Regions from separate parts of the Mus musculus genome. Here all the other regions are linked to region 6. Evidence: chromatin contacts called from public HiChIP or PLAC-seq and promoter capture Hi-C data. All regions are on one chromosome and are shown on one strand. The core of a region is the stretch at or near the end of the contact, and the rest is flanking DNA. Distances in the headings are between cores, read along the strand shown. Region 1 holds the start of Kdm5a (lysine (K)-specific demethylase 5A). Region 2 holds the start of Zfp248 (zinc finger protein 248). Region 3 holds the start of Ankrd26 (ankyrin repeat domain 26). Region 4 holds the start of Bms1 (BMS1, ribosome biogenesis factor). Region 5 holds the start of B4galnt3 (beta-1,4-N-acetyl-galactosaminyl transferase 3). Region 6 holds the start of Adipor2 (adiponectin receptor 2). Region 7 holds the start of Zfp9 (zinc finger protein 9).

Region 1 (2,946 bases), core at 186-2,685, 980 kb after region 6:
TCTTTTGATGTGCATAGTTCTTTTTTTTTCAGATTAAATGCTAAATGACCTAAGTCTTGTTATAAAATATTTTAGTAATTGTATATAATTCATCATACCTTCCTATGTCCATTTTTTCTCTGTATATCACTTTTTCCCTTTTTTCTTTAAGCAAGAAATGGAGACTATACTGGAGTTACAGCTCAGGACACATTTACCTAATATGTTCAAGGACTTGGGTTCAATTTCTAGTACAGAAAGTAATTGAACAAACTAGCCTGAGTCCATTTCCTTGCATTCCTGATCCTGACTAGCAGAATAGAACCTTTATTTATGAGTCAGCGTTTTACCTGATAGCCACCCCCCCACTCCAACCCCCCCAGCCTTTGATTACTTAATGTGTGAATTTGTAGATGAATGTATGTGGACCTGGCGTGAAGGTGAGGTCAGCTTTCAGTTCTCTCCTTTAACCATGGGGTTCCAGGAATCAAACTTAGGATTTCAAGCTTGGTGGCAAGTGCCCTTCACAGCTGAGCCACTGTTCTGGCCCTTACCCCGTATTCTTGACCATTCTGGAACTCGATAAGTGTACCATGTGGCCTTATGGTGCTCTTTCTACATCTCCTTCCCCAGAATTGAGTTTATAGTCCTGAGCCACCACACAGGGATTTTCCTTACTTACAAGGTCTCCCGTAGCCTAATCAGGCCTCAAATTCATATGCAGCTCGAACTGCCCCTAAAGCATCTACCTTCATCACCATAAAGGTATATGGATGTGGAGGGCACAGGATAACTTTGGAGCCGGTTCTTGCCTTCAACCTTGTAGAGTCAGGCTTAGACGCATAAAGGAACTGTAGGACCGTATACCAGAAACGTGGCTTTTTTTTTTTTTAAACCAGCCATTGCTGATCGGAACTCTATGCGTGTGCAACTATGCCCGGCCTTCCAAGTAGAGGTTTCTGACAAGGTGACCAGTTTCATACCAAACTGAAATGGGTTGGTTACAAAGCAAGCGTTTTCAGGCCCTGCTTACTACTCAAATACGGTTTCGGGATGGCTGCCAACAGCTAGACTAGCAAGGCCAGGCCCTCTATGGGTAGGTTCCCAGTGTCGTGAGAAAAAGCAAGTCGCAGCTGGTGGTGAAGGCCGGCCCATGTAATGACGGAATTGGGCTGAAACCTATTGGTCACGGAGAAGCGAGAAACCCGTACGAAGGCGACCGAGCGAAACGAGTTGTACAAGACTAGCATTCGAAAGAAGGAAACGGAGACGCGGAAACTCGGCCAAGAGTTCGTCACTTGTCCAAACCTAGACAACGATGTTAAAAACAGGTCTCGGAGAACGAACAAACCCGGCCGACTAGCCACGGAGGGGCCCACCTTGCGTTCGTGTCCCCACCCCCGACACAAAGAGGAACCGGAAGCCCCTTACCGGAAGCAGTACCTCTGCTCTCCGAGGCATTACACATTCCTCCGCGCGCCGGAAGCGCGCGTTCCACCTTGCGGGGTAGCTTTTCCCTCGCCTCTCCTCGAGAGAGGTCGCGGCGCCTTGAGGGGCCGCGCACCCGGGGTGGACGGAGGGCGCAGAACTTTGACAGGCAAGCTGTGAGAAAACAAAAAACCAAAATAAAACAAAAAAGCTCCGCCGGCCGTCATGGAAGGGAGCGAGGAGAGAAGACCCGACTAGACGTGGCGGCGGTGGGATTTTGTTTCCTGCGGTGGCGGACTGATTTAGCAGCACGTTAACTTCCGGGAGCGTCCTGCCCCTGAGAGGAAAAGCCCTGAAGGAAACAATAACAAACGAGCGGAGGGAGAGCGGCTGGCGCTCCTGTGAGGACTCGTTCTCGTCCTAAGAAGATGCGCTGCGGCCCCAGTGCGGGGACGTGAGAGGGCTTTGGTGGCCGTCAGCCAAGCCTTTCCTCGCTTGTGCACCTCAGGCCCCCCTGGCTTTTTATTTTATTTTTTGGTGACCATGGCGTCCGTGGGCCCGGGGGGCTACGCGGCGGAGTTCGTGCCACCGCCCGAGTGCCCGGTCTTTGAGCCCAGTTGGGAGGAGTTCACAGACCCGCTGAGTTTTATCGGGCGCATCCGGCCCTTTGCGGAGAAAACGGGCATCTGCAAAATCCGGCCACCCAAGGTAGCGTCGCCTGAGGGCGGGGACGGGGGGCGTGCTGGGGCGGCGGGACGGTCCTCCTCCTCCCCGTGGCTTTCCTCTTTGGGGGTCTTCCGTGCTCTCCGGGGGCCCCTCCCTCCTCTCTTGGTGTCCCGAGGCCACTTTTGAGGATGTTTTTTGCCCTGGTTTCTGAACGCAGTTTCACGTCCACTTTGACATTTTATTTGATCGCGTGTGAGTGTGTGTGTGTGTGTGTGTGTGTGTGTGTGAGAGAGAGAGAGAGAGAGAGAGAGAGAGAGAGACAGACAGACAGAGAGACAGACAGACAGAGAGAGGGAGAGAGGGGAGGAGAGCGAGAGAGCGCTCGCGGAGGGGTCAGAGGACATTTTGTAGGAGTCGATTCTCTTCCTGCGTTGTGGGGGTTGTGGGTCTCCGGGCTCGAACTCAAGATTGTCAGGCTTTGGCCTGACGACTGGGCCATCGCATCGCTTCTCAGGTCCCCCTTCAAAAGACAGAAAGAGGTGTCTCTGGGACCTTTTCCTTCCCAGAACTTATTGGGCACGGATATTGTAGTGTGGATTGGAGGTAAGGATAACAAAAGGCTTCAGGCCCTTCCTAGGGAAAGGCGTTTGAAGTGTCCTGTCATCAGCTCACGCACCATCTTTCTGTTTGCGTGTTAAAAAAAACCCCACTAATGTCGACCGTTTTTGTGTCCAAGCCTACTGATGTTCAGTTTATCAAACCTTTGCAGGCCACTACTCGGGTTTCTTAAATTTAGTAATCCGAACTCAGGTTGTCTACAGGGTGATGTCACTAGACTAGAACCCCCACGCTAATTATTACTGCAACAAGGAG
Region 2 (3,156 bases), core at 285-2,784, 930 kb before region 6:
GGCTCTAACATAAGTTGAGTTTAGATCCTTTGCACTGAATGAATGCAAACGCTTGTTTTCCCTTAGCACCCAACTTACAGGAGAATTAAAAACATGAGACAATCTTTTTAATTCAGCAAATGATAATCTAAAGGAGGAAAGGCTATGGGCTTGTCCGGACTGATGATCAAGGAAAATGAGGGAGTGCGGAGACAGCGGTGGGAATCAGGAGGTTTTGTTAAATCTAACACCATTAATCCCTTGAAGTCAGGTAAGTCAAGGAAATGAACGGGGCTTTTAAGGCAAGATAAAAATTTCAAAATGTATTTGCTTACATTCCAAGTTGCTTGCTTACAATTCTCAAAACGATCGCTTGATAAGAAACTTGCACCTCAAAGAGACAAAATATACAGCCATCTGCAGGCCCCGGTTGTGTCACTAAAAACCTGCAAGATGTTGAGATTCTCAGGACCCACCTACACTACTGTCCGATGGAAACATATGGCCATAATAGCAAGCGTGTCCCTACATGCCACCTTCACATGAGTCAAGAGTCTAAGGGACCGCCTCTCCACAGTTAACCAGGTAGGAGGGATGCATAAGATGTGGAGGTAGGGGCAGTGATAGCAATTCCGGACCTGTGAGCCTTTCACTCCCAATCGTTTTCCAAGAACTAGCATTCCATGTGCAGCCTGTATGCACCCATCTCTCTCAACTCCAGCTCACCTCTCTCCTTAAACTTGTCCCAGACTTTCGGCGAGCACACAGTCTTCCATGGTTTCAGGACACTGTCATTTTCACAAAACACATGAGCGAGAACCAAATTCAGAACTGGGATCCCGGGTGTGTGAGGGGGCAGGAGGTTTGGTGGCTAGCTAACCACTTTCCTCTTCCACTCCAAACACTGCGCCCTAGGGACCAGTCCAAAGGCCCCCTGCGAGGGTGGGCTCCCTAGTAGTAGCTTAAAAATAAAAAAAAAAAAGAAAAAGAAAAAAGAAAAGAAAAGAAAATTGCAGCAAGTATTCGTAATAGTCACACTGTGCACAAAAGGAAACCGAGTCTCGGGTAGGTTATTCTGTCCCAGTAATTCATTCACTCGGGACCTGGCTTACCCGCTCGCCCCCCACATCCCAGCATCTAGCCCCAGCAGCCAGAGAACGGATGCGTCACCGCGTCACGCTCGCGCCATGCGTGAGTCAACTCCTCAGGGTTCCGCCCAACCACCCCGCATCTTCCCCGCCTAGTGGGCAAAATGCGCAGGCGTAGCACGAGCTAGAGGCCCTAGATTAGCTCTGCAGAAGTGCGGGACTATCCGGATCCCGCAAGCCCGAGCCATGGAGTCCCAGCGCACCCCGGCGTTTCCCCATACAGCCCTCCACCCCGCTGGTCCCTGGTTGCTGCCAACAGCGACCAGGATGGCCCGAGCTCCCAGAACCCTCCGCCCTTGATGCTGTCTAAGGCTCACCCGCCGCTCCTGCAGTGCACCGTGCCGAAGGCCAGGAGTTGTTTCCCAGGAGGTACGCGAGGCCACGGATGGACCAGGAGCAGGACTGCAGTTTGCGCATGCGCAGAGGAAGGGGCGGTGCGCCCAACGGTGCTCGTAGTGGGGTCTCCACGTCCAGTGTTGGAAGAAGGACTGTTGCCTGGAAAACGGAGTCAGCTCCTGTCTCACTCTGTATTGTAAAATGATGCTGTTGAAGGCGTCTAGAAACCAGGGTTACTTTATGTAAGAAGTAAAGGTGTTTGCAGTGTAAACACGACCTTGTCAGACTCATTTCCCAGGATGGGACTTTCTGGTACACCGCGACAGTTTTCTGTATCTTTATTCTATCTAGCGCCAGCCTTCTGTCACTACCCTGGGGACTGGGGATCAAATTAATATATTTTCTACACTCAAAAAGAAGGAAAGATGTGTTAAAAATTATGTTGGAATGTCAACTGGTGTTGGAATAGTTCAGGACTTGGTCACTTTGCTGAGATTTCATAGGCGTGGCTTCCCTGTCCTAGCTACAAGACACAATCTCACATCAGACTTCCCTATCCTCTGGCTCTTAAAATCTCTACCAGGTCTTCTGCAGCATTGCTCGAGCCTTAGGTGGAGGAGTGTTATATCAGTTGGGCTGAGAACTCTTCCCTCAGTTGCTCACTGTATTTTGACAAGGTGTGTCCTTCGGTAATGGTCTCTAACTGCTGTAAAAAGAATGTCTTTGTTAAGGGATGAGAGCTACGCTTACCTGTGGGTATAATGATACGTATAGGGAATGTAGTTATGAATTGTGCTACTTTGGGACAGTGGCAGTGGTAGGGTTTCCTATAAGATTCATGATCTCACTAGCCTCGTGCTATAGGCCTCGCTTCTCTCCTGGCATCCCAAGATGAAGAATTGCAGACAATCAGCAACTACACACACACACACACACACACACACACACACACAGAGAGAGAGAGAGAGAGAGAGAGAGAGAGAGAGAGAGAGAGAGAGAGAGAGAATTAGTCTTCCCCAGGGGTGAGCCCCATGAGTTGTTGTCCAATACCAAGTGGTCAGTCAGTCCCCAAAGGCATACACCTGCAGGCAACACTGAGGGATGCAGAAGTTTCTATTTGTGTGTGTGTGTGTGTGTGTGTGTGTGTGTGTGTGTGTGTGTGTGTAAAAAGAGTGGTTAAAGAAAAAAGGCTGTGGAGAAAGGGGAGTTAGATATAGGGTAGAGGTAGAAGGGAGGACAGGGAAGGGGAAAATTATGTAATATTTTAACTAACTAATTAGTTTGTGAATGTGAAACAAATTTATATAAAATCCTGGAAAGTAGTCTAAACTAAAAGATCATCATCATGAATATTCTCTGGATAAAAGAGAGAGAAGCCACAACCCTAGTGCTGAATAGCATTAAAAGGATAGCTGCTTCTGCTGGGCCAGGCTGACCATCCCCAGAAAGATGTTGGTCTCTCGCTACATAGACAGTTCAAGGCCCACATGGGCTGCATGAACCTCAAATCTTAGGGGGAAAACAGATCAACATAGTGTTCACACATATTTAACTCAAGTGAGCAGATGATGTCTCTGAGGAACACTTATTATGAAAAGAAGTAAACTATAGGATTTATTCAACTCTCCCTTCTCCAGTGATTTTTCTATTTTTGCTCCAGGAACAAATCCAAAAATACCAGAAGTCCCTGAAG
Region 3 (3,277 bases), core at 542-3,041, 830 kb before region 6:
CTTTGCAAGTATACAGTCCCTTTATCCTCAGATTTTGTTCAATGGGTCTTGAGAATGCTTCATTTTAAAAAGCTCAATGTTAGAAAGTATCCTGAGGATACACTACAAACCTGCATTCAATCACCAATACACGGATACATACACGGGTGTGTACACACACACTCACACACACTCACACACACAGTGGTTCTGCAGTCGTTCCTCATCTCTTTGTTTTGTTTTGGTACTTTTCTCACTGTGTTTTCTTTTAGTGTTTAACTTATATTCTATCAGGGATTTATTTTAGTGACATAGAAATGTTGCTAGTTTTCTCCAAACAAGTCAACAACCATTTCATTCCTAAGTGTTTGTTCCCTACTAACTGGGGTGTCACCAGAATCAACTTCTAAATTCTTTTTTGGTTTTTTTGTTTGTTTGTTTGGTTGGTTGGTTTTTTCGTTTTGTTTTGTTTTTTGAGACAGGATTTCTCTGTGTAGCCTTGGTTGTCACGGAGCTCACTCTGTAGACCAGGCTGGCCCCGAACTCAGAAATCCACCTGCCTCTGCCTCCCAAGTGCTGGGATTAAAGGCATGAGCCACCACTGCCCAGCAATATCTAAATTCTTACATATACTTGATTGGATATGTTCTGGGTTTTCTATTCCACCCTGCTCACTGCTGTGTCTCTTTGGCTGCTAGTAAACGACTGACTTGTGAAAACTAGTAGTTTTATCCTTTAGAAAGTTTTTTTTTTCTCGTCTCATCACAAAATCAAAAGCAACATAAGAAACTCAAAATTGTTAAAACGCTGACGGTCGGGTTTGGCTTACGTTAAATTGATCAGGATATTCAGAGTTCGAGTTCTGGGAATTACCAATCTTTGACTCGAGAATATGGAACTATTTTCCCACTTCAAAATGCAGTAAAAACAAACCAACCAACCAAAACCATTCACACAGGTGTACGGCAGTGATAAGATGGATCCTGTATGTTAGTGGAAGAATTTTTAACCTTGAACAGAAACATTTCTCCTATTATGTATTTCTACAACATAAAACTTTCTTATATGTATGCAGAAAGTTAAAATGTTAGTTAACTCGCTTTACATTGCCAGTGAAGGGAACTGTCAGTGGATCAGAAACCAGCTGAAGTGTTTTTTGTTGCTGTCCTTGCTGTTCATACAGGTCAGGGCTTAGACCCCACTAAGACTTAGGCATTCAAAGCCAGGTGGGAAGAGTCAAGCTTCCTTAATGAAAGATAGACTCTCTGTCTTCCAGCCCCAAAGCCAGACAAGGTAGGTGCACGCTCCCCCACCAGCTTCGTCCCGCCCCGCTAACTGGCGGGCCATTTATTACCTGTCCTTCTTGTCTCTATCGTTCACGCCACTTTTTCCAAGGATAAGGATATGCTGCACTTTGGCTACATCTCCCACGCTTGCAGCCTTGTGGATCTTGCCCATATCCTTGTCGTGAATATGGTACCTGGGCACGTGGGAGCCACTAGCACTCTCGCGTCCAAAGCCCACGCAGTTGCTGCGCGGGCGGGCAGAGGGGCCTAAGGGCGATGGGCCCTTACTCCTGAAGCCAAAAATCTTCTTCATGGCAGAGGGTACGCCCCTCACAGGCACCTTCTTCCCCGCGCAACGTTGGCTGACAACACAACGCAGCTAGGGCACTTATTGAAAAGCCGGCCTAGACGCACGGGATCCCACCGGGAAAGACGCTGCATGGCCCGGCAGGTTTTTAAAGCACAATAATCGCCAAGCCGAGCTGCAAACTAGCAACCCGCGCCTTCTTGCTGCCGCGCATGCTCACACAGGCCCAGCAGCGACCAGTGCCCAGCACGCGTGCGCACGGCCAGGCTCCGCCTTCTTTGCTGTTCAGGAGGTCAGGGCGCTGCAACCTAGCGGGTTCTCTAACCCGGGGTTTAAGGCGGAGGTGGGCAGTGTGTTGTTTCCAGAGGCCCGGGTTAGCCTCGGTTTGGGCGTGATCGCTGCAAGGCTTCAACAGGAATGGGGGTCGCTCAGCAGCGTGGAACCCAGACCCAGTACTCCAGGACTGCGGGCATTGAGGGCGCCTGGCAGATGGGCGCAGAACCTTCTGGAGTCCGGCCTCCCTGCTTAGCTTTGGCCTTGTGTTTCAGTGGCAGTTAAACCTGTTGGGGAGCAAACCTATTGGACTCTAGGTAGGCGATAATCAAAAAGTAAACTACAAACAGCATGGATGGAATCGTGGCGTGGAAGAGTAAGGGAAGAGATTTTGTTAAGCTAAGTAGTTTGGGAATTAGTGCAATAAATGATCGTGTTTCACAGCCTAAAGAGTCAGTATATGAGTTAGACAAGCTGATGGGAGGTAAGAAGAAAAGGTTGTCTGCATTTGGGATCTGAATGAAACGATATGATGTGTGTAAATTTTTGGTTTTGGACCTGGAAAAAGTAATACTTAGTAAGCAGTTTTCCAGTGTAAGTGTTCACCTTGACGTTTTAAATTGTTAATAAATTTTGTCAATCTAAAGCCACAACTCACCTCAAAGGGAATAAAATACCGTTCGTGCCTAATAGGACCTCCAGTGGCCGCAGGAACTACCTCAAATTCAGGCTACCTCAAATCCTGTTTCATGTTCCAATTTTAATAGAAACGACAACAAATCAACCCACTTTTCAGATACGTCGGTGGGTACGTCAGGTAAGTGGGTTTTGTGTTAACACCCCTCAGATGGCAGTTGATGAATTTCTTACCCCCTTTGGCTGATGGAAGCTAGGAGTCCCAGTGGACATTCCAAAGGCTTTACCTCCTGGACATAAAGAAGCTAGGTCCCACGCACAGGAGAACACGATGGCTCAATGTGATTTGCTTCTGGACTTGCAACGTTCAAAACTTGCTACGGCAGTAGTTCAGATCAGTCAGTTCCTATGGTACAGCTTCTTTTTTTTTTTAATTTTTAATTTTTTATTAGATATTTTCTTTACATTTCGAATGTTATCAGCTTTCCTATCCTACCCCCTCCCCCTGCTCCCCAACCCACAGGAATCCCACTTCTGCAGTGTGGATCTGTAATACATGCTGTACTCAATGGAATGATTCCACAGGTTTTTGATTTGACTATATCTTTTGTAATAAAAATTGAAATAAATTCTATTGCTAATTTTATCTTTGTGTGTGTGTGCGCGCATGTGTGTGCATGTGTGCCTCTGTGTGTGTGTGTGTAAAACAGAATCTCACTCTAGCCTATGCTACCCTTGAACCTTAATGATTCTCCTGCCTCCGCTTTGGAAAGCTGGTGTTTTGGGTGTAGACCAC
Region 4 (3,384 bases), core at 285-2,784, 970 kb before region 6:
AATGTTCTATCAACTGGCTATTGAACTTGTGCTCTGAATCTGTTTTCTTATCCACAGATGAGAATAATTCCTAACTTCTTAATGCTGTTGAAAGAATTCAATTAGGTAACATTTAAAGAAAACTGCTGGCTATATATTATTATCTCCCTAAATACAGTTATTTTAGTATTTTACATTAAAAGTATTGGGGGGGAACCACCAACACTTTAACTGCCATGGAGATATGCAAAGTTTAGGAGATTTTTTTGTGTGTGATCTAAATTGTGTAAATTCTTCTTCTTGGACAAGAAAGAAAGAAGGACAGAAAGAAAGAAAACAAAGAAAAAAGTGGGGAAAGGCAAAGGGCAGGTGTTAGAGGGAAAATGTTTCTTTGACAGAGCTCTGACATTTTAGGAAAAGCCATACGGCATGCCTACTATGGCATGCCTACGTCCTTCAGACCTGAGTTAAGACTCACAAGGCAAATGCCATCTGGGAGAGGCTCCCAGTACTTAAGGGAAGACCCACTAACCCCAGGTAAACACACCTGTGAAAGGACCTCGCCATCCGCACAGCTGACTGCACTGCGAAAGCTTTGGGGTTTCTCTTCCGGGCATCCTCTTCATCTCCAAGCTGTAGGTCTTGCAGGTGCCGTTTCTTTTTCTTCTCAGCTTTAGGCCCACTGTGCTTCTTCCTATGTTTCTTGTGGTCCTTGGTCTCCATGGTGGCTATTTATCTACTACAAATAAGTCTTACCTACACGGAACAGGGAGGACGGTGGTGGTAATCAATTATAATCAGGGTAACACAGGAGGGCAGTAATTTAATTTACTTAAGTGCTGATGTATTTGTTCATTGAATGGAGGTAGAAAATGTTTAGCCAGTATCTTCAAATTCACGTCCCTTTCTTACGCCATAAAGTATAAGAGTTAGCAGCACCAACACTATCCTTCTTATGTTTTATGTTGAAGCCATTTCGACAGTGCTCATTTTTTGTAATGACAGAAATACATCCTACCTGCTGTTCTCAGTACAGAAGCCTTGTGAACTACACGTGGTTACAGAGAATTTCAAGCGTACCTTCGGAAACTGAAAACTATCTTAAGTTTAAATTAATTTTAAACTTAGTCGCACGTGACTAGTGCCTACTATTCTAGGTAGCTTAGGCTGAAGTGTCCTTTTAACTTAAAACGAAAACAAACATACAAGTTTAAGACATCCGAACAGTGCTGAGCAGACTCGCCTCTCAGCTCCTGGAGGAAGCACATTTTCCCCTCCCGGTGATCTATTTTTGCTGGGAGAAGAACACGCAGCCGAGCTGGGCAGGAGCCCTCCCTGCTCGAGTGACCCGCTCCCCATCCAGCACTGCACGAACCCACGCCCTCCACACTCCCGGGAGCACCTCTCCGGCGGCCGAGAAACTTGCCTTCCAGCCCAGACGCAGCCTGGGAGCAGCCTGTCGGGAGGTCGAGGACCGACCGAACCGGGAAGCCGACGGGGCTCGCGAAAGCACTCGGACTCACGGCAGCAACCGCTCCAGCCCGCAAGCACGACGCCGGAAGCGGAAACTGTCCTTCTGCTTGTACCCGTCGGAGGGAAACGAGCAAAGAAGAGGGGAAAAAAAGGAACCCGTGGACGGACGACTTTCAGGGGAAAGCCGGAAGTAAGCTCTGGGTTGGCTGAGGGTTGCGCAAGCGCACTTTCAGATTTCGCACGGACTGCCCTCTCCTTCGGGTCCCAGCCACTCTGAGAGTCGGGCTCTCAGCCAGCGCGACCTGGCTTCAGAGGATCCGCGCGGCGCTGGGCCCTGGCCCGCTTATTTGAGTAGCAGAGGAACGCTGGAAGGACGCCCGAGTCATCGCCAGTCCCAACTTGAAAGCTGTGAATTCCGCCGCCCCATCCGCTAGGCTACCGCTCCCTGTCACCGCTGCCAGAGCTGTCCTCACGGGTTTTCAGCGCTCTGCTGCCCTCTTGTGCCAGGACCGACGGGCTGAGGGCAGGGTGCTCCTCTGTGCTCCTGGAGAGGGCGTTTTCTTCAGAAAACGTCTTAGCTTGCCATTTTGTGTGCATGTGTGGCTATGTGTGTCGTGTGTCTTGTGTCTCTGTGCTCAGCCTTGCATCCCCAGGACTCAGTCCAGTCCTGGGGAATAGCCCTCAAACCCCCAGTCCCGGTTATTTGCTACAGTTATGCTGGACTCAAAACTGAGCTCATCTCAAGGAGAATAAGAAGTAGGGTTTTTTCCTTGCGCCAAATAAGAGTGACTGCGGCCTGGGAATACGGATTCAGGTTCCCACAAAATAGCATGTTCATGCAAAACACAGCTCTCACCTCAATGAGCCAAGAACATGGGTTCAGTTGCCTCAAAGTCTCCCATTTTGTACCTTTTAATAGCACACCAACACAAAACAGCTCTAAAGGTTCATATGGAAATTATGAAACAAAATCAAAGGTTTAGCAAATGATAGTTTGTGAGGTTGGCCCTCCTATTTCTCTCTCCCCATCCTTTGACTATCATTCCAGTGACCATCATTCTAGCCTTTCTGCACATTCCAGAGCAACGCCCCAATTTCTGCAGGAAGTAGTTATAGAAAAGACTACATTGCCCTTTATCATCAACAAAAGGATTGGAATGTAAGATCGCAAACTGAGGACAAATGGCTGACAGAGGTGTCTATTGAACAAGTCAAACAGCCCTCAGTCCCAACCTGTGACAGGGTCATCCTGCCTGGCAACTATCCCCCTAGCTGAACCACCAAATGAGGCCTATGAGAAATTTCTCATACAGTCCAACGCTGGAAGAACTCAGGGCAGACACCATAGTGCTTGCTAACTCACTCATTAGGCTTATGCTTGCCTTATTTTCTTACATAGCACAGTATCACTTGCCCAGGGAATGGTGGTACCCATAGTGGGCCTGGCTATCCTAAATCAATTAATAATCAAGTCCAGCCCTCCAGTCATACCTATAAGCCAATCAGATTTATGCAATTCCTTAACTGAGACTTTCTTATTGGACCATCATATGACTCTGGACTGTGTCAAGTTGACATTGAGAGGTAACTAGACAACTAGTCAGTTAGTTTTCTTAAGGCACTAAACACTAAGGACATTTTTCATAGGCATACTAAAGAGATTTTAGCATGTTTGTTTCATTATCCCCAAATGGTTGCTTAGAACGCAATGGCTAAGATATGGAGCTGCAGAACATTCTGTTACAAAGTAGATGCCCAAAGATGCTGGGAGTTAGTGGACGGGGGTTGGGTGAGAGACATGGCCTTTGACATAGGGAATGGGATCCACTTTAATTCTGAGACACTGGAGTTAAGGTGCCTGAAGGCGTGTGGTGTGAATGTTGACATTTGAGTATGCTGGGGCTTGGTGTGCATGACAAATGTGGTATCTCT
Region 5 (3,420 bases), core at 768-3,267, 910 kb after region 6:
GTGACACCTGCGGCAGAGGACAGGCGAAAAGGAGCAAAGGCAGCCACTGACTTCAGGATCACAAAGCGACTGCTTCCCTGTCTATTTTATGTAGACTATCCCACTAACCAGGCTGGCAAAGGCCTTCCAAGGAAGATGAATCCACACCTCCCACCGTTACACACTCCAAGAAAATTCAGCTACCTGCAACAAAACCTGAGGAGGAAGAGTGGGGTCAAGGCAAGGAAGACTTCTTTGTAAGACTACATGCTTGTGGCTGAGTGCAACCGTCCTCGGTCTTCCCCCAAGTAGGGGCTCTCTCACGTTGGAAATGTTCAAGTGTCAGAGGCCATACAATCTCCACAGCCCAACTGAGAGGGACCCTGGAGACCATGTAGGCAGGATTCCTCTTGCCTCTTGATCTCTAGCTACAGCCATAGCTTGATCCCTTGTAACAGCATCTTCTAGTTCACAGCCAGAATTGTGTCCACAGCCATAGAGAGGTAGGGCTATAAGAGTACATCTCCAAACCGATCCTGCTTAGTTACTGACTAGGACACTCATTTCTTCTTCTGAGCCACAAAAGATAAACCATCACATCCAGCTAAGAGAAAAACTGTTGGCCAAAAAAATCTACCAGGAGGGTAGTCTTTGAGTTTCTTAAAGCAGGAAAGTGAGACCCAGTGAGAAGATGAAGTAGAACTTCCCCCCACACCCCCCCCCCTCAAGGCTGGAGAAGAGCACCTGACCCTTCTCGAAACTTCTCCACTCCTTTCTGGCTACTAGATGACTTTTAATTTTATTAAGCCTATCAAAAGTATACTGAAAGTCACTGTGGGTAATAATCATATCCATTGAAGAGGGGATAGGCCATTTCCTCCCCTTTTCCTAAGCAGAAACTTGAGTGCTTTGATGAAATAAAAATACAAGTAGGAATTTACTCATGGCAGGGTCGCCTTGGGCGGGGTCTGGGGAGTTTGTTAGATCTGTGGGTATTGCGGAGAGTGTGAAAACACTGGAGGAGGCAGTCTGGACCAGCAGAGAACCACGCATTCAGGAGGTGGGACTCTTGGAAAAAGAGGCGCACGCAAGGCGGGAAGGCCAGGCGTCTCTCTCGGAGGTGCTTTTTGAAAAGGAACCCCCGAAAGCTCGGCTGGAGGGGAAACAGCGAGCCAACCACTCCAGCAAGCCGAGGGCAAAGTTGGGGAGGCTCTGATCGCAGCGTGTGGCCGAGTGCGCCGCAGCCCCAGAGCCCGCGCTCGCAAACAGCTCTGTCCCGCGAGGCTGTGGCTCCCGCACGGTGGAAGGCGCCCCAATCCTCCACCAGCGCTCCGGATGTCCTGAGAGCGTCCCGGCTCCACTCTGTCCTGAGTGGGCAGGCCAGGATCAGCGACCCACAGTGGCCTCGACAAGCCCAGGTCCCCAGGAAAGCGCGGGGCGGCGCCGGCACCTGGAATCAGCTCGGAGAGGCGGGTCCCCGCCCGGAGCGCCCGCCCACCTCCGCCACCTCCTCGCCCCCCGGCGCTACTTACTGTGGTTCAGGGGGTTCCCGCCGGCCTGGGCCGACGCCACCAGCTCCAGATACAGAGTCCAGAGTCCCACCGATACTACGGCGAGCAGCAGCAGCAGCCGGAAGCGCCTCCTCAGCAGCTTGATCGGGCGCAGGAGCAGCATCAGCAACGCGGCGCGGGGGCTCCCCATGGCGCTTCGCCCAGCCTGCCGCTCCAGCACCCGCTACCCACCCGTCGTTCCGGCCCGGCTCCGCCGCTCAGCGCGGCGCACAGCCAGTCTCCCCGGGTCGCTCTCCAGCGGGCCGACTGCTCATGCTCGACGCGTTGGGGTGATCCTGGGCTGCGCGGGTGCCTCGCAGGTCGTTCTCCGGCCGCGGAGCCGGGCTCCTCCTCCCCAAGTGTCCGCTCCACGCCTCTCCTCGTCGCAGGCCCGCCACCTCCCTCCCTCTCTTCTTTCTCACTCCAGCGCTCTGCCCAGGAGGCTCTCCTAGTTGCCCTCCGGCCCCTGCGCTTGCTTGCTGCAGTTAGGGCGCTTTCTCTCAGCTCCGAGCATTACCTTACTCCCTACCTGTCCCGCCCACGCCTTGGCCCCGCCCCCAGGCGCAGGTGGGCCCCGCCCCCTAGAGAATGAGGGAAGGGGAGAGGTGGGGCCAGAGAGAGCTGGTCCCTGGCGTACTCACCGGCTTGGAGTTATGTGGGAGGGTGTGTGGGGTGATGATGAGGGATATGGGACTGAAAGAAGATGCGAGCTAAGACATGGACTCTGTGAACCAAGAAAACCCAGTCACCGTCAAGATATTCGAAGGCGCTCTTTCGAAGCTTGCTGTGGGGCTGAGACACATTTTTTTTAAGTGACCTCTGTGACTTTGGCCTCAGGACCTTTCTCTACCTAGAAAGACCCTAGTCACAATTAACTGACACTTCATTCAATCTTAACTGTCTTCCAAGTCAAATTTGAATACCGTTTTTTCCCTGGCGCAACTACAACTGAAAGGCACCAGGGGAGCCTTTACAAGGAGTTTCTCCAGTTTTAGGTGTTTTGGGTGAAAGATTGTTGGAGATTAAAAAAAAAAAAAAAATGGAGGGGCCACTCAAGAGCAGACCAAATGCTTAGCATTCAGGAGGCCCTGGGTTCCATCCCAGAACCATGAAAGAACTAGGGAAATGGAAAGGGGGTCTGGCAGAACTGTAGAGATGGCTCATCTATTAAGAGTGCATGGTCTGGGTCTGGAGAGATGAGATGGCTCAGTGATTAAGCATCTTCCAGGGGTCCTGAGTTCAATTCCCAGCAACCACATGGTGGCCCTCAGCCATCTGTAATGGGATCTGATGCCCTCTTCTGGTGCGTCTGAAGACAGTTACAGTGTACGTACGCATAAACAAATAAATCTCAAAAAAAGAAAAGAGAAAAGAGTGTATGATGCTCTTCTTCAGGGCCTGAGGTGGGTTCCCCAAACCCATTAATTCCAACTTCCTCTTCTAGCTTCTGCTCCAGCCTCCACTCACATGAATATACCCACACAAAGAGGCACACATGTACATTTGAGAAATAAAATATTTTAAAAAGAAAGAAAAAATGAAAAGGAGAGGCACATCTTCCTTAAGCTGCCCGTACCACAGGTGGATTCGCGCTATTTCCTTCCGAGTCTCTTCTTTTCTCCCAACTCTCATGCCACATAAAAGGTCTTCTTTTATGATTATAGAAGCTTTGAAAGAAAGGTCAAGGCAAGCTTTTTAAAGTCAGCCAAGGTCAGCACAGAGACAAAAGAAATCTAGGGGTAGAGACTGCAGAAGAGAAGAGTGATCTGGCGTACATACCAATTGTAGGAGAAATGTTTAGCATACACAAAGCCTTGGTTTTGATTTCCAGTGTAGGTGAGTGCAGCCGCATGTATACGCGCCCCCATCTCAAAAAAATCCTTAAGAGAAG
Region 6 (3,323 bases), core at 617-3,116:
AAATGAGCAGGATGTGTGACAAGATCTTAGAGTGGCCTGTGGTAAGAAGACACTTGAAACTTTAGAACTGACAAACATAATTCCCCCTTTAAAAAATTAAGGCTCTGAGCTTTATTTTTTGAGTTGTATTGGTGGTGCACATCCTTAATCCCAGCCCATGGGAGGCAGAAACTGGTGGATTTCTGAGTTCAAGGCCAGCCTAATCTACATGAGTTCCAAGACAGCCAGGGCTACAGAGTGAGACCATGTCAAAGGGAGGGCGGGCTTTGAGTAGAGCATCTGTCCATACCAGGATTCTGGACTCATAGGTAAGATTTAGAAATTAAAGCTTGCCTGAACTACATTGATCCTGCCTGTCTTCACAACATGGTAGGTGATTCATGCTAACACACAGAAGGCTGAAGCAGGATTCTTAATGTTTGGGCTACAGAGTGAGACCTGCACACCCTCACCCACGAACAAACAAAACAAATACACTTAGTTGGGAAGTGTTTTATGAACAAATAAATTTTAAAATCCTAAAAGACTGCAGTATTTTTACCTTGCTCCTTGGGGAGCAGGGGTAAGCATTCTGCTTTGGGGAAACACAATGAACACAGCAACACAAGAATTACAGGCCATCAAGTGAGATGGCTAAAGAGTATGCTTGCCAGGCAAATTTTCAAGACCTTGCCGCCTGAGTTCGATACCCGGAACCACATAAACGTAGACGATGATCAACTTTTACCAAGTTGTTCTCTAACCTCCACACGTGTGCCATGAACACAGGAGTCACACAGAAACACACCATAATAAACTGGATAATTTTAATTTTTTTAAAGTTTTTTTTTCTTTAAATGAGACAACCAGAGTAAAACATAAATGCAACTAAAAGATCATTTCCACTAAAATACTAAAACCACCAATGAAGCATTGTACCTACCAAATCCCAGGTGGTCATGTCATTTATCAAAAATTCATTGCTCAACGCTCTCGTGAAGTTTTCAAACTCCAGAAACAAATGTTTAAATCAAGGTCAAAAAAAACAAAAGAAGAGACTCATTAGCTGTCTGGTCTAGCGCTCCCTCGGACTCATCAAAACTTATTTTATAGCCGTTTCCAGCAATTCTCTAACAAGCTAACCACTGGCAAATAAAAACCCAAAGGGGCTCAGAACTGGGCCCAAGAACTATCCCGCAGTGACAGCCTGACGCGCCACCTAAGGAAAGGTGAGGGCAACCTTCCCATCCCAGTGGTTGGAAAAGTCGCGCTGAGCACAAGCCATCCGAAGCAAGCCTGCCAGAGAAATCCCTAGAAGTGGCAGAAGACACCAACTAGAAGTCGGGGCGGGAGGATTTCAGTCTCCGGCCATCGCGGGGGTACCGGCTCCGAAATCGACTAGAGACGGAGCGAGGGGCTTCGGACTCTGCCCCGCGGCGGGGACAGGGCAGCGGGCGCCCGCGACCGCAGCTGCACGGAGCGCGGCCCCGGCCCCCCCCCCCACCCCACCCCCCCGGCCGCTGCTTGGGCCCCGCACCAGGCGCGCGGCCGCAGGTCAGAGTTCCGGCCGCGCTCGGAGCCGGCCAGGCGCGCGCTCCCGGCCCGCGCCGGGGACACCTGTCCCTCAGCCCTCACCTCCTTCCGACCCGGGCAATCTGCTGAGCCCGGGAAGCCGCGCTCGAGCCACAGCCCTTCGCCCGAGTTAGCGGCCGTCTCACCGCGCGGCTCGGGCGCCTCGGGAAGCAGCGCCTCGGGGAGGGAGAGGGGGGGCGCGGAGGGAGGGGGCCGCTCGCTGGAGCCGCCACCGCCGCCGCCGCCACCGCGGTACCGCGTCGGGACTGTGCTCGCGCCGCCGCGACCGCCGCCGCCGCCGCCGCCGCGTCTCCCCGCCTCCGCGCCCGCGCGTAGCCGTGACGCGCATCGCACGAGGCGGGCCGAGCCAGTAAGACCACACCCCGTGCGCAGCCGCGCTGGCCTAAACCGGAAGCCTCCCCTCGGGAGGCTTTGGAAGCGTGATGCATCTTGGGAGTTGTAGTTCGGCCGGGTCCACAATGTAAACAGTGCGGGCAGAGTGCCTCGGAACGCTCACCCAGCTTCCTCGACGATTTCTGAAGAGATCTGAGAAGGGAGTGGGCCGCCACGGTTTAATGACTCGGGATGGAGCGTGTGTTTGTGTCAGCGGCCAACATAATGCTAGGCGTCGTCTTATGAAGGTTTCAGGATTCCGAAAGCGTTTAGTCAACTCTTCCTCAAACAGTAGGGCTTGTTTTTATTACCGTACTAACGTATGATTGATTTATGCCCTACCACTTCTAGAAGATATTCAAAATTATTTTCAATGGTCGATTGCAAACGACTTAAGCATTGTGTCTGTTTACCCAGAGGGAATGATTTGCTACGAGTGAGCTTTCCTATTGAACCAGAACAAGGAACTATAGGAGCTGGTGTGCAGAGGAAAAAAAAATGGTTTCTTCGTGTTCAGTTGTAAGAGGATTGTATCTGTCACACTCTTTAGTTCAAAACTTAATACACGTCAAAGTAAATTCGGAAGCTTTAGTTTAGACCTTGGAGGAAGCTTATTGTTCTTGCCTTTAGACCACAATCGGTCTCATAGCCAAGAAGCTAAAATGTGATGTTGAGCGATTGGAGGGAAGCAGACATGGAAAACTCTTCAACGAGGAAAAGCACTAGAGAGGTTAAAACAAGAGGATCTTGCATGTACCAGATCAGCCTGGTGTACATCGCGAGCCAGGCCAGCCTTGGCTATACAGAGTGTAAAACCATGTCTCAGAAAAAAAGAAACGAAAGAAAGAAAGGGAGAGAGAGAGAAAGACAAAGACTTGGCTACTAAGACTGAGAAAGACAATTGTACCTTTCCCATCAGAAAACAAATGCAGGCATTTGGGAATTATAAATGTGGCCCAAGGCTGGAAATATAGCTCAGTGGTAAAGCTATAGCCACTCCAAAAGCCTCGATTCCATCAATAACTTAAGGGGGGGGGGGGTGCGGGGGGAAGGATCCATAATAAATAGGGCAAAAAGAGAAGTTTTTTTTTCAGGCTGAATATAAGGTATCCCCTAAGGAAGACAGACTTAAGATAGACCATTATCTTACCAGGTATGGGGGCTCACACCTTAATTCCTAGCACGTGGGAACTGGTATAGGACGGCTGCAGTGAGTTCATGGCCAACGTGGGCCACAAGATGAGTTCCAGGTCAGCCAGGGCTAAAATGAGACCCTGCTTCAACAAAGGAAAACAAAACCCCCTCTCAAATCTTTCCTGCAGAGCTTTCTTTTAAGGATGCTTCTTTGATCAAAGCTTCTGTCTCCAGGAACAGGGTTT
Region 7 (3,190 bases), core at 686-3,185, 910 kb before region 6:
GAGCGGGGATGGGGAGTGGTGGTGTTCTACCCTCTAAAGTTGGGAGAGTGAAGTCCTAGGAAATCATAGGCCACAGCTCCAGGTCTCCTGTGAGAAAGTTAGAGACAGCATTTTAGTACTGTATACTGAGAAGCTGTCCTGACCCAATCAGAGGGACCAGGATGAAGTACTACTGGCCTCTCTATTGAGCCTTCTCCCCATCCTGATGAGCCTGGGGCGTGTTTGTCTTTGACTAAATCTAAACATTTCTACTGTCTGTTTGAAAAGCATCTGTCTGCTTACTGACTAAGATAAAAGCACCCAACCTGTAAACACCAAAGAACAGATTCATTTCAAAGGAACTGTAACATATGCAAACAGGGGACCTTGGCTGTTTATATTGGAAGTAACATTTTTTTTCTGTTAATATTACATTCCTCCAAAGCTAGAAAGTCATCTTAAAGCTTTCAAATACCAGGCATTTCTTCTCCCTAAATTACAGTTTCTCAAAGCAAAAAGAAAACGGAGCACTTCTTCAAGAACCTTACATGTGATCCATTTTCTCTTATATATGATTCCTTTTGGTTCTGTTGCTATGTCTGCTACCGGCATTGGGACTTAGTTTCAATGCTATTATTCTTAAAGTGAAAGGAATTAAATCATGGTGAATAACCCTCTGTGCAGCCTCCGGTCAAGCCTTGACAGCCACACAACAGGTTTAGATCCCTGTAATTGACTGGCCTCTCAAAACAGGCTGAAACAGGGGGGTGGGGTGAAATTAAATTACATCTTAATGAACTGTTGCATGGCTGCCAAATCTAGCTTTGAAACAAATGAAGCTTTGAAACAAAATTACCTTCAAAAATAGCAATTTGAAGCCACATGGAGTGAGGCACACTTCTAGCCCCAGCACTGTAAAGGCCGAGGCAGGCAGATAGCAAGATTAAGGCTGGTTTAAGCTATAGAACGAGAGCTAGACCAGCTTGGACTACATAGTGAGACATTATTTCAAATAAATACATAAATAAAGTCATTAATTAATTAGACAACAGTTTTAGTACCATATTCCCTAAAAAGGTATATCGTGTATATAGATTAAAAACAAAAACAAACAAACAAAAAACCAAATGCTTAATTCCAGTCAGCCGGGTGCATACCAAAGGCCTAATGTATAAGGCCAGATACAAATGCGCCAATCATCAGCCTTAGGAAATCTCCTTCGTAACAGAGAACACAAATGAACAACAGTTCTCATCTTTTAGATCTGTCTCTGCTGGACGGGGTGGCACACACCTGTAAACCCAGCATCCTGGAGGCTGAGGCAGGAGTTTCAACAGCTCCAAACTAGTCTGGAGCTCCAAGGCCAGATCGACACCCCACCCCCAATCTGTTTTACTTCTATTCCCTTAGAGGGTGAGTGTATATAATTCCCAGATTCTCAGGAAAATTTAATACTGAAAGACCTTTTTTTAAAAAGCAATACTGTACTTCCAAATAACTGTTCAACAGTCTAACAAAGGATAGCTGAGGGATATGGGGAGGGAGAGCCTTAATTAATCTCTCACACTAAGGGATCCAGAGGAGGCTGGAGGAGTTTTAGGAATAGAAGACTCCAGGTATGATCAAGTATGCTTCAAGGCTGTGTCCTCAGCGGCTGCACGGAAAGCAGACGCAGACAGGACTGCGTGGAAGAGACAAGCCCGGCAGAGTTAAACAATAGAGGATTACGACCACCCGCAGGTACTGGGTAAACCAAACAGCCTCTGTGAACAGCTTTGAGGGGCCCAGATGAAAGGACCTGGCTCTGCTGGAAAAGCAGCAGCCCGCCCTGCTTGTTCCACAGCACTCTGCAAGACTGCCCTGCTCCGTGCGCCCTGAGCGATTCTCACCTCGGTGACAGCGGCCTCCGCTGCAGATGCCCGGGGATGGCTGAGAAGCGGGAGGACGCCGACGTGGCGGGAGGACAAGGCGAGTGGGTGCCACGTCACCCGGGCGGTGGCTCAGACCCGCCTGCCTCCCGCTGATGTCCCCTCCTCTCCCCTCCCCTTCCCTCCCCTCCCCTCCCCTCCTCAGCCCGCCCAGCGCGCTCCTCCCGCCGCCGCCCCACAGGATCGCGTGCTCGCTCGCCCGCCCGCCCGCCGCAATCGGAGAACCCCTCAAATCGGGGGATGCCGCGGGGCTCGGTGTCCCCCGCAAGACGAAGGACAAAAGTTCCTCAGCTGACAGGCGAGGGCTCTGCCCATGCGCCTAACGGCCCTCCTTTCTGGACTACGCTTTCCAGAAGCCTCCGCGATGACTCCGTGTGTGATCACGTTATGAAGTTTGGCTCTGAGTACCTCACTGTTGAGCGCTGCGCTGCTTCCCTAAGGCCTGATCTTTAAGGGGATGATTGAACAAGCAATGGGCACCCTGCGGAGTTAGACAGAAGGCCGTCAGAGGGTGCGCAGTGTGTACGGTGGGGTAGCTTAAATACTTGAAGTTTACATCCAAGGAGCTTGCAATTTTGTCTTAGGATTACTACCTTTCAAAACTATGTAAACGATAACACGAAACGCGAGAAACTAAAAAAATATGTACAGTATATATAAACCAAAAGAATACACCAAGTAAAGTGCCCTACATGTTAGTCCCCGCCTCCCCCTGGCCAAATTTTTAAAGTTGTATCCTACCGATGCAGAATGCCATTCTTATCCTCTCACTAAGAACGATGTCCTGAATATGTAAAACAACTTGTATATGTCCTTGGCCATAACTTTAGTCCGCACTGTACTAACCTTAGAAATATGGAAATATTACATTCTTCATACGAAAGTTACAATTTTTACACATAAATGTATACATATAGCATATATGGTGCCAGAGCTTTTAAGATCAACGACTGAGCCCCGGGCAGCCATAAGGACTCAGACTCATTGACTGGTCCTCAAAAGGCCAACTTAAGAGACAAGGGGACCAAACAGCCTGCAAGGTTCAGGATAAAGGTATTGTTGGCACAGAAACACAGCTCTTGCCTCTAAGGGGATAACTCTAAGGGGTTATTGTGAACTGAACATAATGATGGTCCTGGAACATAGACTTAGGGCACCCCAAATTTCCTTTTCCAACGTGCAAGCTGCTTCCCGGGGCTGTTTTATTTTGTGTATATGGGTTTGGGCCTGCATGTCTGTGTATCATGTGGGAGACATGCATGATGAAGCCAGAAGGGGGCATC

Evidence for each region. Promoter capture Hi-C pulls out the DNA fragments that hold promoters and counts their contacts. HiChIP or PLAC-seq counts read pairs in DNA pulled down with a chosen protein or histone mark.
Region 1: a promoter capture Hi-C map of pre-B cells shows a contact between it and region 6, with 4 times the contacts expected there. The contact joins the promoter of Kdm5a here to the promoter of Adipor2 in region 6. A contact is called at or near these places in 9 of 39 promoter capture datasets (the 3T3-L1 cell line, 3T3-L1-derived adipocytes, the C10 cell line and 5 more), 7 of 484 Hi-C or Micro-C datasets (B cells, CD4 T cells, the HPC-7 cell line and 4 more), 4 of 115 datasets of contacts at active chromatin or transcription factors (astrocytes, bone marrow-derived macrophages, large pre-B cells and 1 more) and 3 of 9 other capture datasets (adipose tissue, embryonic tail and liver).
Region 2: an H3K27ac HiChIP or PLAC-seq map of extraembryonic endoderm stem cells shows a contact between it and region 6, with 5 times the contacts expected there. The contact joins the promoter of Zfp248 here to the promoter of Adipor2 in region 6. A contact is called at or near these places in 2 of 39 promoter capture datasets (cranial neural crest and hippocampal neurons) and 4 of 115 datasets of contacts at active chromatin or transcription factors (astrocytes, bone marrow-derived macrophages, extraembryonic endoderm stem cells and 1 more).
Region 3: a promoter capture Hi-C map of second pharyngeal arch cranial neural crest shows a contact between it and region 6, with 4 times the contacts expected there. The contact joins the promoter of Ankrd26 here to the promoter of Adipor2 in region 6. A contact is called at or near these places in 7 of 39 promoter capture datasets (the C10 cell line, the HPC-7 cell line, cranial neural crest and 4 more), 4 of 115 datasets of contacts at active chromatin or transcription factors (astrocytes, embryonic stem cells, extraembryonic endoderm stem cells and 1 more) and 1 of 9 other capture datasets (embryonic stem cells).
Region 4: an H3K4me3 HiChIP or PLAC-seq map of stem cell-derived neural progenitor cells shows a contact between it and region 6, with 8 times the contacts expected there. The contact joins the promoter of Bms1 here to the promoter of Adipor2 in region 6. A contact is called at or near these places in 3 of 39 promoter capture datasets (cranial neural crest, pre-B cells and second pharyngeal arch cranial neural crest) and 4 of 115 datasets of contacts at active chromatin or transcription factors (astrocytes, bone marrow-derived macrophages, extraembryonic endoderm stem cells and 1 more).
Region 5: an H3K4me3 HiChIP or PLAC-seq map of pro-B cells shows a contact between it and region 6, with 4 times the contacts expected there. The contact joins the promoter of B4galnt3 here to the promoter of Adipor2 in region 6. A contact is called at or near these places in 2 of 39 promoter capture datasets (cranial neural crest and hippocampal neurons) and 3 of 115 datasets of contacts at active chromatin or transcription factors (embryonic stem cells, large pre-B cells and pro-B cells).
Region 7: a contact with region 6 is called in an H3K27ac HiChIP or PLAC-seq map of extraembryonic endoderm stem cells, with 12 times the contacts expected there. The contact joins the promoter of Zfp9 here to the promoter of Adipor2 in region 6. A contact is called at or near these places in 3 of 39 promoter capture datasets (cranial neural crest, hippocampal neurons and neural stem cells) and 3 of 115 datasets of contacts at active chromatin or transcription factors (the NIH/3T3 cell line, astrocytes and extraembryonic endoderm stem cells).

The regions. Positions count from the first base shown.
Region 1 is chr6:120,362,664-120,365,609 of GRCm38.p6, forward strand. It overlaps Kdm5a (lysine (K)-specific demethylase 5A), which reads left to right and starts at 1,436. Exons shown (of 28, transcript NM_145997.2): 1 at 1,436-2,115. The coding sequence starts at 1,951. It also overlaps a transcript of Ccdc77 not described here.
Region 2 is chr6:118,453,972-118,457,127 of GRCm38.p6, forward strand. It overlaps Zfp248 (zinc finger protein 248), which reads right to left and starts at 1,535. Exons shown (of 6, transcript NM_028335.2): 1 at 1,445-1,535; 2 at 706-940.
Region 3 is chr6:118,560,480-118,563,756 of GRCm38.p6, forward strand. It overlaps Ankrd26 (ankyrin repeat domain 26), which reads right to left and starts at 1,792. Exons shown (of 34, transcript NM_001081112.2): 1 at 1,334-1,792. The coding sequence starts at 1,578.
Region 4 is chr6:118,417,883-118,421,266 of GRCm38.p6, forward strand. Bms1 (BMS1, ribosome biogenesis factor) reads right to left here and starts at 1,535. Exons shown (of 23, transcript NM_194339.1): 1 at 1,406-1,535; 2 at 527-735. The coding sequence starts at 702.
Region 5 is chr6:120,292,880-120,296,299 of GRCm38.p6, forward strand. It overlaps B4galnt3 (beta-1,4-N-acetyl-galactosaminyl transferase 3), which reads right to left and starts at 2,018. Exons shown (of 20, transcript NM_198884.2): 1 at 1,512-2,018. The coding sequence starts at 1,680.
Region 6 is chr6:119,386,868-119,390,190 of GRCm38.p6, forward strand. Adipor2 (adiponectin receptor 2) reads right to left here and starts at 1,867. Exons shown (of 8, transcript NM_001355692.1): 1 at 1,615-1,867.
Region 7 is chr6:118,477,338-118,480,527 of GRCm38.p6, forward strand. Zfp9 (zinc finger protein 9) reads right to left here and starts at 1,936. Exons shown (of 6, transcript NM_011763.2): 1 at 1,869-1,936; 2 at 1-87.